Linked DNA regions of Salvelinus alpinus: region 1 is linked to region 2. Evidence: chromatin contacts called from public Hi-C data. All regions are on one chromosome and are shown on one strand. The core of a region is the stretch at or near the end of the contact, and the rest is flanking DNA. Distances in the headings are between cores, read along the strand shown.

The links. Hi-C and Micro-C count contacts between places; a contact is called where the count stands out from the background.
Region 1: a contact with region 2 is called in a Hi-C map of red muscle, with 15 times the contacts expected there. The contact joins the promoter of LOC139563634 here to the promoter of lamtor3 in region 2. A contact is called at or near these places in 2 of 3 Hi-C or Micro-C datasets (muscle and red muscle).

Annotation. Positions count from the first base shown.
Region 1 is chr34:27,367,670-27,374,556 of SLU_Salpinus.1, reverse strand. LOC139563634 (transmembrane protein 151B-like) reads left to right here and starts at 3,937. Exons shown (of 2, transcript XM_071382472.1): 1 at 3,937-4,387; 2 at 4,854-6,887. The coding sequence starts at 4,310. The coding sequence ends at 6,278.
Region 2 is chr34:27,088,959-27,095,942 of SLU_Salpinus.1, reverse strand. lamtor3 (late endosomal/lysosomal adaptor, MAPK and MTOR activator 3) reads left to right here and starts at 5,069. Exons shown (of 7, transcript XM_071382530.1): 1 at 5,069-5,197; 2 at 5,474-5,511; 3 at 5,634-5,668; 4 at 6,255-6,313; 5 at 6,423-6,556. The coding sequence starts at 5,503. It overlaps LOC139563673 (protein YIPF7-like), which reads right to left. Exons shown (of 6, transcript XM_071382529.1): 2 at 3,558-3,681; 3 at 3,175-3,311; 4 at 2,850-2,995; 5 at 2,516-2,697; 6 at 1,899-2,370. The coding sequence starts at 3,679. The coding sequence ends at 2,208.

The sequences.
Region 1 (6,887 bases), core at 2,688-5,187, 280 kb before region 2:
CTGACACTGAGTGGCTACATTGTCTTCTCTGTTGTACTGTGTTCAACCAGCGCCCCTAGCGAGGAGCAGCAATTGTAAGCTACCTTTTAAATCAAGATGCTTGTGTCTCCCCTGTTCTTTCCCCAGACAAAGTGATGAGCTACTCATATTTGGTAACACTTTATATTAATAAGGTAGGTAGGTCTAGGATATATTGAATCTATAAACTGTTAATAAATCGTGTATATTGGGTTTATTAATAGTTTATGAACCTGTAAGATACATTGGTAGATTTTTGTTGTTGTTGCCAAATAGCAGTAGCCTAGTGTTAAAGTACTTAAGTAAAAATACTTTAAAGTACTGCTTAAGTATTTATTTTTTGGTATCTGTACTTTTCTTTACTATTTATGTTTTTGAGTACTTTTACTTCACTACATGCCTGAAGACAATCATGTACTTCTTACTCCATACATTTTCCCTGACACCCAAAAGTCCCCCTTACATTTTTAATGCATAGCAGGACTGGAATCCACGCAGTAATCAAGAGAACATACCTGGTCATCCCTACTGCCTCTGATCTGGCGGACTCATGCAACACAAATGTTTAATTTGTAAATTATGTCTGAGTGTTTGAGTGTGCCTCTGGCTATCCCTAAATTAAATAGATTTGCTTAATATAAGGAATTTGAAACGATTTATACTTTTGATACATAAGTATATTTTAGCAATTACATTTACTTTTGATACTTAAGTATATTTAAAACCAAATACTTTTAGACTTTTACTTAGTATTTTACTGGGTGACTTTCCCTTTTACTTGAGTCGTTTTTTATTAAGGTATCTTTACTTTTACTCAAGTATGATAATTGGGTACTTTTTCCTCCACTGCCAAATAGTGAGCTTATGAATGCACTGTAGCCTATTGATTAATAACCTGTTATTATTTCCAGTGCACGCAGCTAATGAACATGTATTCGTTTATTTATAGATGTATAAATATATAGACTTAACTAATAATTGTTAGGTCTATGGGCCTATACTGAAACTATTTTACATAAGCCTAATTTCAATGTAAATAGTTACCAATTTTCAGTTATTTATAAATGCTGGCATATGTATTGGAGAGGAAAATTACCCATAAATATTCTGATCTATTTTGCGCGAAATTCAGTAGGCCTGTTAATAGAAACAGCCGCAGTTAACATACACAACAATATAACAACTTTGTAGGCCTTGTTACTGCCTTCGTTTTTCCACATACAGTGCATTCTGGAAAGTATTCAGACTCCTTCCCTTTTTCCATATTTTGTTATATTACAGCCTTATTAAAACATTTATTAAATAAATTTTGTTCTTCATTAATCTACACACAATACCCCAGAAACAGGTTTTTAGAAATGTTTGCAAATGTATTAAAAATAAAAACAGAAATACCTTATTTACATAAGTATTCAGACCCTTTGCTATGAGATTCGAAATTGAGCTCAGGTGCATCCTGTTGCCATTGATCATCCTTGAGCTGTTTCTACAACTTGATTGCAGTCCACCTGTGGTAAATTCAATTGATTGGACATGATTTGTAAAGGCATACACCTGTCTATATAAGGTCCCACAGTCAACAGTGCATGTCAGAGCAAAAACCAAGCCATGAGGTCGAAGGAATTGTCCATAGAGCTCCGAGACAGGATTGTGTCGAGGTACAGATCTGGGGAAGAGTACCAAAAAAATTATTCAGCTTTGAAGGTCCCCAAGAACACAGTGACCTCCATCATTCTTAAATGAAAGACATTTGGAACCACCAAGAATCTTCCTAGAGCTGAGGAGTGGCTTCCATCTGGCCACTCTACCATAAAGGCCTGATTGGTAGTGTGAGGCAGAGATGGTTGTCTTTCTGGAAGGTTCTCCCATTGCCACAGAGTGACCATCAGGTTCTTGGTCACCTCCCTGACCAAGGCCCTTCTCCCCCGATTGCTCAGAAACATGCGTGAATTGCACCATTTTCAAAACTGAGCAATCGGGGGAGAAGGGCCTTGGTCAGGGAGGTGACCAAGAACCCGATGGTCACTCTGACAGAGCTCTAGAGTTCCTCTGTGGAGATGGGAGAACCTTTCAGAAGGACAACCATCTCTACAGCACTCCACCATTCAGGCCTTAATGGTAGAGTGGCCAGACGAAAGCCACTCCTCAGTAAAATGCACATGACATGACTTGGAGTTTGGCAAAATACCCCTAAAGGACTCTCAGGCCATGAGAAACAAGATTGAACTCTTTGGCCTGAATGCCAAGCGTCAAGTCTGGAGGAAACCTGGCACCATCCCTACGGTGAAGCATGGTGGTGGCAGCATCATGCTGTGGGGATGTTTTTCAGCGGCAGAGACTGGGAGACCAGTCAGGATTCATCTATAAGTCGTTGCTAGGTATAGCTCCGCCTTTTCTCAGCTCACTGGTCACCATAGCAACACCGACCCGTAGCACGCGCTCCAGCAGGTATATTTCACTGGTCATCCCTAAAGCCAACACCTACTTTGGCCACCTTTCCTTCCAGTTCTCTGCTGCCAATGACTGGAACGAATTGCAAAAATCACTGAAGTTGAGACTTATATCTTCACTGAGACTTATATCTCCCTCACTAACTTTAAGCGTCAGCTGTCAGAGCAGCTTACCAATCGCTGCAGCTGTACACAGCCCATCTGTAAATAGCCCATCCAACCAACTACCTACCTCACCCCATATTTGTTTTTGTTTTTCTGCTCTTTTGCAAACCAGTATTTCTACTTGCACATTCTCATCTGCACATATATCACTCCAGTGTAAATTGCTAAATTGTAATTACTTTGCCACTATTGGCCTATTTATTGCCTTACCTCCTTACTTCATTTGCACACACTGTATACAGATTTTTCTATTGTGTTATTGACTACATTTGTTTGTCCCATGTGTAACTCTGTGTTGTTGTTTTTGTCGCACTGCTTTGCTTTATCTTGGCCAGGTCACAGTTGTAAATGAGAACTTGTTCTCAACTGGCCTACCTGGTTAAATAAAGGTTAAATAATAAAATAATAAAAAGGATTGAGGGAAAGATGAGCGGAGCAAAGTACAGAGAGATCCTTGATGAAAACCTGCTCCGGAGCGCTCAGGACCTCAGACTGGGGCGATGGTTCACCTTCCAACAGGACAACGACCCTAAGCACACAGCCAAGACAACGCAGGAGTGGCTTTGGGACAAGTCTCTGAATGTCCTTGAGTGGCCCAGCCAGAGCCCGGACTTGACGGTGCTTCAACAAAGTACTGAGTAAAGGGTCTGAATACTTATGTAAATGTGATATTTCCTTCTTTTTTTTTTATACATTTGCAAAAAATTCAATAAACCTGTTTTTGCCTTGTCATTATGGGGTATTGTGTGTAGATTGATGAGGGGGGAAAACTATTTAATCAGTTGTAGAATAAGGCTGCAACATATCAATATGTGGAAAAAGTGAAGTGGTCTGAATACTTTCCGAATGCACTGTACATGTGCATACGATGCCATCTGCTGTTTCATTTAGGGTTTGCATTTCAGAACAATAGTTAAACTTGCACTCAAGACATCTCTTTTTAAACATAGCCAACATAACAATTTCACCATGTCTTGCCCATATAAGTAGCTATTTGCTTTTCCCTTTTTGTTTTCTTACAATTTTTTGCTGTGTTTTGTTGTGTTTATGTATGTTATGTATTGAGTATACATTAAATTAGGCTATAGTAGGCCTACATAGTATTATTAGTAGTCTAGTATTAGTAGGCGTAATTAGAATTAGTAGTATTGTTATAGGCTTGTATTAGTAATGCTAATATTATTATTATTATTGGGCTATTATTGTTAGGTTGTTATTCATATTATACAAAGGCATTATAACAGGTGTATGAGCCGACCCTATATGTTCAGGTTGACTACAAAATGCTCAGTGGACAGTATAACTTCAGCATACCGACAAGGTCACGTTCCTCAATCTGAGTGAGGGAGAATTCAAACACTATTCTAAATAGACTGATTCTCTTGCAAGTTGCCGCTGTCATAAATGTTTTCTTGATTGCGACATTTTTATCACAGCTCAGAATGGGTCATTTATTGGTCTGTTACCTGCATGTTTTATCCGATGAAATGTTTGCCAGCAGATCTCTCGGCTGCTGCCTTGAAGGGGTATAAAGGCTATAATTAGCAAATAGATCAAGCTATTTGTGTGCAAATTAACAAAGGACACTGGATAAATACAAGCGACTATCTCAACGTCGGAGCAAGCAATTGAAGCGCAATTCGCAACTCCACGCCCTACTGCTAATCGGTACCACAATGTCCCCTCCAGCCTCCGCTGCGGCAGCGAGTGAGAGCAGTACAACCACCGTTTTCGAGGAAGACACCAGAGAAGAGGTACCACTCTCATATCATATTATGCTGCCATAAAATTGCCAGAAGCCTTGCTATAATAAAACATGTTCATAACCTCAGGCATAAAGCACCCAACCCCTTCCATGTTTTTGGTTGAACGTCACAGATGTTGCATAGCCTACATTATTGGATATTCATGACAATCGATCAGGGGGTATGACAATTATTTTGATCATTTGATGTTGGTTAATAGTATTTGCAAGATAAATAGCTATTTACCAAGTATTTTCCTATTAAGAGTTGGTAGGCTATATGTTGCAATTGCCTATAGGTTTAGACTGATTAATGTAAGAGCTGAGCTACCTTGCTGTGCATCAAATAGGAGCTTCATCGAAGAAGGAAGTCCTCAAAGGAATCAAATGTTGAATGGTTAGAATTTTGTAATGGTGTGTCCGTTTACATTTACCAACACTGTATCCTCTCTTTTTTGCATGCTTTGAATCAACAGCAGAGGCCCTTGAAGCAATCCCTGAGCAAGTCACTGTGTAGAGAGAGCTTCTGGAAATGCCTACTGCTCTCCATGCTCATGTACGGCTGCATGGGAGCCATGGTGTGGTGTCATGTCACCAAGGTGACTCGCCTCACCTTTGACAGTGCCTTCAAAGGCAAGTCCATGATGTACCATGACAGCCCCTGTTCTGACGGATACATCTACATCCCTCTGGCCTTCCTGCTCATGCTCTACCTGGTCTACTTGGTGGAGTGCTGGCACTGCAATGCCAAGAGTGAGCTGCAGCATAAAATGGATGTAGAGGGCATTTATGAACGTATCCAAAGGATGCAGCAAGCGAAACCCTGCATCTGGTGGAAGGCCATTAGCTACCATTATGTTAGACGGACTCGGCAGGTCACACGCTATCGTAATGGGGACGCCTACACCAGCACACAGGTCTACCACGAACGGGTCAACACCCATGTGGCTGAGGCTGATTATGACTATGGTCACTGTGGGATGAAGGACATCTCAAAACAACTGCTTGGTCTGGAGAAGGCCCCACTCACCAAACTGAGGTTCACCAAGTGCTTTAGTTTTGCTAATGTGGAGTCTGAGAACTCCTACCTCACCCAAAGAGCAAGGTTCTTCACTGACAACGAGGGGCTTGATGACTATATGGAGGCACGGGAGGGGATGCACCTGAAGGACATTAACTTAAAGGAGTGTGTGATTGTGTTTTCTGAACCTGACCACCACCCATGGTATGTGTCTCATCATGTGTTCTGGGCAGCATCCTTCCTCACCTTATCGTGGCCCCTGAGGGTTTTCACAGAGTACTGCACTGCCTACGTCCATTACCGTGTGGAGAAACTCTTCGGGGCGGATTACGTCCCTATGACGCCTCTCGATGAACGCCCTTACAGCCACCGGATCCCCCGGGTCAACACCATCGACAGCACAGAGCTGGAGTGGCACATCCGTTCTAACCAGCAGTTAGTGCCTAGCTACTCTGAGGCCGGTCTCATGGAACTGGCCCAGTGCTCCTCTGGTGGCTTTGGCGGTTTCAGACAGAACTGTGAGCGCTGTCACCGGGCAATGAGCAGCTCCTCTGTTTTCTCCAGGAGTGCCCTCAGCATATGTACCGGCAGTAGCCCGCGGGTCGGCCGGGTGCCCTACAGTGGCAGCCGCTTCTCCTTGGGCCGGCGCTACGGATCGCGACGCAGCTGTTTCTGGAGGAGTAGAAGCAGTTTGGATGAGCAATTGAGTCCCAGTGAGAACACCCGCTGCCTTTCTGGGCGCCTAACCACTGACGACGAGGACCCCCCAGATTACCAAGATGCTCTCTGCTTCCCAGTGCTAATTTTTCACTGTAGTGAGAACTGCCACAATCACAGGTCCTTTCATAGGAATGGCTCCTGTGTGGAGACCTCTCTATGACAATGCAATGTATTCACAGATAGCATGACTTTGTGTGTGAACAAAGATGTTTGCCCCGTGTGACACTAACAACTACAGAAAACCTCATGGCATAAGATTGTTAATGGGATTGGATAGATGTAAATCTTAGGTGCATATTCCCTCAATACCTTTTAACTAGTGATCACTAGGGGTTACATTTAGGCAGTGACAACACTAAAATATGGAGATGTTACCAAAAAAGAAATGTACACATTCAATGCAGTCAAGTAATTTTTTTGTAAACTTTAGGCATAAGCCAAGGCCGGTGGGGATGAATGCTGGAGTCTATGTTCTATATGCATTAATAAGTGTATTGAGTATAATTGTATTTGCATTCATTTCATAAATACTTTCATAAAGTCTTCCTCTTAATTATGAAATAACAATACACATTTATTCAACACATTGAGAGAGAAGTTTTTCAAATAAAAGTAATCTGGGAAAAAATCAACAGCAATAACTATGACTTCACCATTCTCTCATAATTGGAACCAACATGTCGAGATAACTGCCAAATGAAAACAAACATCAAAGGCACAGTTTCTATGACTTCCTTTTGTTTGTATCAGTTCTATTTGAACACTATAT
Region 2 (6,984 bases), core at 3,820-6,319:
AGGTAAAATAAACTGTTTAGGCTTTCTACTGTCACATTTACACCTTCACTATTACAGTGCAATGTTTTGTCCAGGAAGTTGTCTAAAGGGGTTTGAATTTGTTGTTGCCTAATTGATTTTTGGAAGGTTTCTACCCTACTTTCCTTCCATCTGTAGCGTTTCTTAATATTGTGCAGTTCCTTTGGCTTTCATGCCTCATGATTGAGTATTGCTCTGTTCAAGTAGACTGTGATTTTGCTGTGATCTGATCGAGGTGTTAGTGGGCTGACAGTGAACGCTCTGAGAGAGTCTGGGTTGAGGTCAGTAATCTACAGTCAGTAATCTACAGCCAAGGGATGAGCTGTAGGAGTACCTACCATAGGAGTCTCCTCAAAGCCTACCATTGACTATGTGTTTGTGTTTGTCCCCCTGTGTGCTGAGAGTGTCAGGTTCTTGTCCAGTTCTGGCATTTAGGTAGCCACAGACTAGTACATGTCCCTGGGCCTGGAAATGGTTGATCTCCCCCTCTAGGATGGAGAAGCTGTCATCGTTAATGTATGGGGATTCTATTGGGGGGATATACACTACCGTTTAAAAATTTGGGGTCACTTAGGGTCCTTGTTTTTGAAAGAAAATCACATTTTTTTGTCCATTAAAATAACATAAAATTGATCAGAAATACAATGTAGACATTGTTCATGTTGTAAATGACTATTGTAGCTGGAAACTGCATATTTTTTATGGAATATCTACATAGGCGCACAGAGGCCCATTATCAGCAACCATCACTCCTATGTTCCAATTGCACGTTGTGTTAACTTATCCAAGTTTATCATTTTAAAAGACTAATTGATCATTAGAAAACCCTTCTGTTAGCACAGCTGAAAACTGTTGTTCTGATTAAAGAAGCAATAAAACTGGCCTTCTTTAGACTAGTTGAGTATTTGGAGCATCAGCATTTGTTAAAATCGCCTGTCCTCGGTTGCAACACTCACTACTGAGTTCCAAACTGCCTCTGGAAGCAACGTCAGCACAAGGACTGTTCATCGGAACTTTGTGAAATGGGTTTCCATGGCTGAGCAGCTGCAAACCAGCCTAAGATCACCATGCGGAATGCCAACTTTCGGCTGGAGTGGTGTAAAGCAAGCGGCCATTGAACTCTGGAGCAGTTCTCTGGAGTGATGAATCACGCTTCGCCATCTGGCAGTCCAATTAACAAATTTGGGTTTGGCGGATGCCAGGAGAACGCTACCTGCCCGAATGGCAGTGCCAACTGTAAAGTTTGTTGGAGGAGGAATAATGGTCTGGGGCTGTTTTTCATGGTTCAAGCTAGGCCCCTTAGTTCCAGTGAAGGGAAATCTTAACACTACAATGACATTTTCTTAGGTTGGCATACAATGACATTCTTGATGATTATGTGCTTTCAACTTTGAGGCCCTTTCCTGTTTCAGCATGACAATGTCCCTGTGCACAAAGCGAGGTCCATATGGAAATGGTTTGTCGAGATCAGTGTGGAAAAACTTGACTGGCCTGCACAAAACCCTGACCTCAAACACCTTTGGGATGAATTGGAACGCTGACTGCGAGCCAGGCCTAATCGCCCAATGTCAGTGCCCAACCACGCTAATGCTCTTGTGTCTGAATGGAAGCAAGTCCCAGCAGAAATGTTCCAACATCTAGTGGAAAGCCTTCCCAGAAGAGTGGAGGCTGTTATAGCAGCAAATGGGCGACCGACTACCGACTCCATATTAATGCCCATGATTTTGAAATGAGATGTTCAGCTAGCAGGTGTTCACATACATTGAGTAAAACATACTTTTGGTTGTGTAGTGTTTTTCTTTTTTAAACACTGGATTACTGTAAAAAAATACTTCATTTTTTTTTTTGATTAAATAAAGTTGAATAGCTTTTAAACATGGTCTTTGTTGGTTCCATAATTCAAATTTAAGTCAGTATTGCCTTTTGACACAATGTAACATTTCAAATTACATTTCTTGGCACATTCCAATGCACAAATGTCAACCAATCACACACCCAGATTACATTTTTCACAATGTAAAGTAACCCCCAAGAAGAAACCAGTCCCCATTTCAAAAAAGAAAGGAATACAACTCTATATAACTATAACTCAATGTTATTTTCACACCCATATACCGCACTGATACCCATATGGGATACGTAGTGCCTCAAATGTGATCTCTGTTGACAGTCAGCGACAGTAGTGGCCTTTAGAACACTGTTAGCAAGGCAAAGACTCCATAAAGCAGGGCACAGGGGTACGCTACCAACAGCTGCTGGCCCTCCATAGCCAGGGTGGAGATGAAGATCTTGGAAGCTGAGAAACTGCACCAGCCAATCACCAGCAAGGCCAGGATAGTTCCAATGATCCCTCTGGATGGAAATCAAGTAAGATTTCAAAAAAGTTACAACAAAGGACATGACAGAAAATAAATCAAGATGAGCCAATCTTAGTTGTTTTACACAATATTATTTAGGCAACCTTTTTATTTTTTCTGGACTGGATAGGCCTACTCACTGTAGGGAAAAGATGACTGCGAATGCAGATAGTGCCACCATGGGTAGGAGGCAGTAGCCCAGAACGCTGGCTACACAGCCATAGGATACAGTCAGGGAACTCAGCAGGGTCAACAGGGTGTACATCGCCATGCAGCCGATGGCACTGATCCCATAGACATAGCTAAAGTGGGATTTGCCTGCCTACATAAAAGAGTAAATGTTTTCAGTACAGTACATGCACATTTACATAGCTACAAATGCTTTTTATTTGAATAGTGTCTCATGATGACTTGGGCTGTGAAAACGTGCCGCACACACACACACGGACATGAGCTGCTCCGGAGGTTCCTCACCATAAGTAAAGTGGCACCCAGAGCGATACAGAACAGAATAGGGCCCGTCAGGTCGGTCTCATTCATGATGCTGCCATCTGCTGGCATCATAGGGTTCAGCACTGTCAACGTCTTCTGCCATATGTGTTCAAAATTAATGCCAAGCTCTACACAAATACAAAACAGAGGAATAAAAACAGATGTGAATATGAGAAGACTCATATACACTTTCACATTGAAATATGTTACTTATTTAATTTGATTTCTGTTAAAGATTTAATCCGGAGATAAAACAATGTGTTGAATAAACCAGCAGTTAGAGCAGTACTCGTGACTCAGGTCTTACCCTCCAGCAACGGAGGCTCCTCTTCAAATGATCCATCTGTTCCAGCTGTGTATTGATATGTCCCAGCAGGCTTTGAAGGCTGGAAGGCCTGGCCCGTAGAGGGGGTGAACACACCAGGCATGGACACATCTATGCCACTAATAACAAAACAAAAATCTTACTGGCTAAATGTATCTACTTTCCTTTCAAAAAAGTAGGGGAAGATGTGAGGGATGTGCCCCCATTGTACATCTCCCTTTCTATCATGGCATAATGTAATTGACCTTAAGAAAACAAAATTATATATTATGAGTTAGACTTATTGACACATTCAAATCTTCCCAATCCCAGTTCAAAAGTTGAATGAAGAGTTTAGGAATGTAGAGTTTACCCCATATACTTACTCATCCTCATACTCTGGGTTATGGTCATAGCCATTGCCATAGTCGTAGGCCACCTGTCCCTGGTCATCGATGTAATACCCTGACTGGTAGAAGCCCTGTTCAAATTGCTGAAAGTCCCCCATTGCTATAGAGTAGGCAGAGATGATTAGATAAAGATCATGACTGTAACAGTAGAATGAAGTGAGGGGCTAGCCTTTTGAGGAGTGGTGCTCAGTTTGAGTCTCACATATCACAAAACTAGTTGTCAACCAAATCACAATTACATAAACTACAAATGATAATACAAATAGCTATTGCGCTTTATCCTTTGGTCAACAGCATACTCACACTACAGCAGAAATAGCAAGCCAGGTATCCTTAAGATTTCACTCAAACTGATAAGGCAAGATCATATTTTGTAACTGGGATTGCTTATCTCAATAGAATGAGGTCTCATCAGCACATATTTGATTGGATCTGGAGGCCTGTACCAGCCCATTGAAAGTCTGTTTACAGTCACAGCACCAGTGGCCTAGTAGCAACACTAAATAGACATGCATAAGAAACAGCCAACAGAAATATGTATGCCTGTGAAATCAACCAGAGTCTATTCACTTCATTAAAGTACAATCACATCCCACACAGAGCCTTATTGCTAAATTCAGATTTCAAACCTTGAGGTAAATTCTCAGCAAGACCTCTTATTATGTTGTCAAGGGAGAGTTTGGGAAGAAAAGTTGACGCCTATGTGGGGATGTACTATAAATAGTTTACTATATTTAAACTTGGGGAATGACAAACCCTGAGAAGCAGACTAAGTAGCCCACTTTCTATTTAATCTATTTCTTAATTGCGCTCTTTTTTCTTTTTCATTCAGCTAGGTTTGGAGGTTTGGTAATGCACATTACATCCATTTGCAGAAATGCAATGGTTTTGGATACTCGGTGCTACAGAACAGAATTAACAATTTCCACTGTTGACAGGGCTCTTATTTTGAAACATTTTCGAACAGCGTAACCCGGATGTTGCTGGCTCAACATGGGTCAAGTCAAAGATGATCTATTATATTGACAAGATAGTTGAGTGACCGCTCTAACAATGGCAATACATGTCCTCAAATATGGAGGAGTCAATGCTATCCGGAATCCTTGGGACGTCCCTACCCCATTGAAGTTTACATTTAAAATAGTTAAGGTAAGGGTTATGGTTAAGGTTTGGGTAGGGGTTAAGGTTAGGTTTAGAGTAGGGACGTCCCAAGGGTCGCAGATGGCACTGACTTGACCAAGATGGAAGGCAGGCGGCGAGATCAGGTGGGACCATTCTAACCAATTAGAGGGCAGATACCCGTGTCAACCACATGCACAACTAAGTTGTTTTTTATCAAATTTGCCGGAATTCAATTTGCATCCACTTATATTAGTACATTTGTAAGAGCCTAAACATTACGAAACGTATATTCGATCAAATAAGCCTTACGTAATTCGGCACTCTCTCATAGACCATACAAAAAGGGCTTATCGCACGCAGTAACAATCTGGGCTGAGTAAATCCTCTCGCTTCGCCTCTTCCTAGCTGAACAAGTCAGTCATGTGATTTCCTTGTGCTCAAGCTGAGTCAGAAAAACATCGAAGATTTTGTGCCAAGTAAAACAATTCAATAAGGTAACCAACACAGTGCATTCTAAAAGTATTCGATAAAGATTGTCATACCTTGTAGCTAGTGAAAATGACATTTTGTTAATAAGGTACATATTAAAAACAACCAAGTTCAGCTAGCTAACATTACGTAACCTTCCACGTTATCAGCTGGTTATAGCGTACTGTAGCTAGCTAACGTTAGCTGTCAACAAGTCAGGGGAAGCTTGGGAGAGCACAAAAATACCTGCTGATATTCTTTAGCGTTAGACACCCTTGCCATAATTCAGTTCTCTATTTTAGTAATTGAAGGAATAAAAGAAATTTCCACCATGGCTGATGTAAGTATCAATTCTTTGAGCACAATCACTAATTGGCTATATCCATCTAGCCAGATGAAGCTATAGCTAGCTACACTCGTGTAACAAATTGCTTTGGGCTAACACATTGACATTTGTTGCAGGACTTGAAGAGATACTTGTACAAACAGCTACCAAGGTATGTTGGTTGTATGAATATGGTGTGTTCATTGTGATTCTTCTGTTGCTGAAACCTAATGAGTTCGTTTGACTTAACGAATTATGTCATGTGTAGCAGACTAAACTCCACGGTTAAGGATGTTTCTGAACTCCACCTACCGAGTGCAGCAGAGACTAGGCTTTGTGCAATTCAGCTCCAACTACATTGATTTGCCCAAGGTCAATACTTAAATAATGAAATGCTTACCTTGTATTTATGTTTGTCCTCTGTAGTTGCCGGTCTTTCTTTGAAATCCATATTTTTCCAAAAACGTTCATTAAATACAGCCACCGACTTTGCAAATGTACATGTGCCAACAAGGAAACAGTAGGTTGTATTTGATTAATGTTTTTTTAAGTATGGAGGACAAACATAGGTACAAGGTAAGTGTTTCATAATTGACGTTTTTCAAGTATTGACCTTGGGCGACTCAATGTAGTCTGAGCTGAATTCCATAAAGTCTGGTCTATGCTCCACTCCGTTGGAGTTAATTAGAAATGTCCCTCACCATGGACTGGTGTTAAGTCTTATGTCAAGTGCTGCTCTTTTTCTCCTTATCCACCAGTGTTGAGGGTCTTCATGCAATTGTAGTGACAGACAGGGATGGTGTCCCAGTTATCAAAGGTAGGTCTCCCTCACAACTTCTGTTCTAAAAACTAGGTAATTTAGTTGACCTCTTCTTATCCATGTTCCAATGTGTTGTGCTCAGTGTACCTGATATTTTATCCTTCAGTGGCAAACGATAATGCACCAGAATATGCGCTACGGCCAGGCTTCCTCTCCACTTTTGCATTGGCCACCGACCAGGGCAGTAAGCTAGGGCTCTCCAAAAACAAGAGCATCATCTGCTACTATAACACATACCAGGTAAGTTAAATCTAGAACTAACAATTTACATTGTTGCCTGGGGAGACTTGGTGATTAGTTGAGTCAGGTGTTAGTGCTGGGCTAGAATGAGTGTGCATTCCCTGGGGCTCCCCGGGAATAGCTTGAGAAACACTGACCTACAGTGCATTTGGAAAGTATTGACCCCTTGACCTTTAACACATTTTACGTTGCAGCCTTACTCTAATGGATTCAATTGTATTTTCCCTTCAATCTACACAACCTACACTGCTCAAAAAAATAAAGGGAACACTTAAACAACTCAATGTAACTCCAAGTCAATCACACATGCTGTTGTGCAAATGGAATAGACAAAAGGTGGAAATTATAGGCAATTAGCAAGACACCCCCAATAAAGGAGTGGTTCTGCAGGAGGTGACCACAGACCACTTCTCAGTTCCTATGCTTCC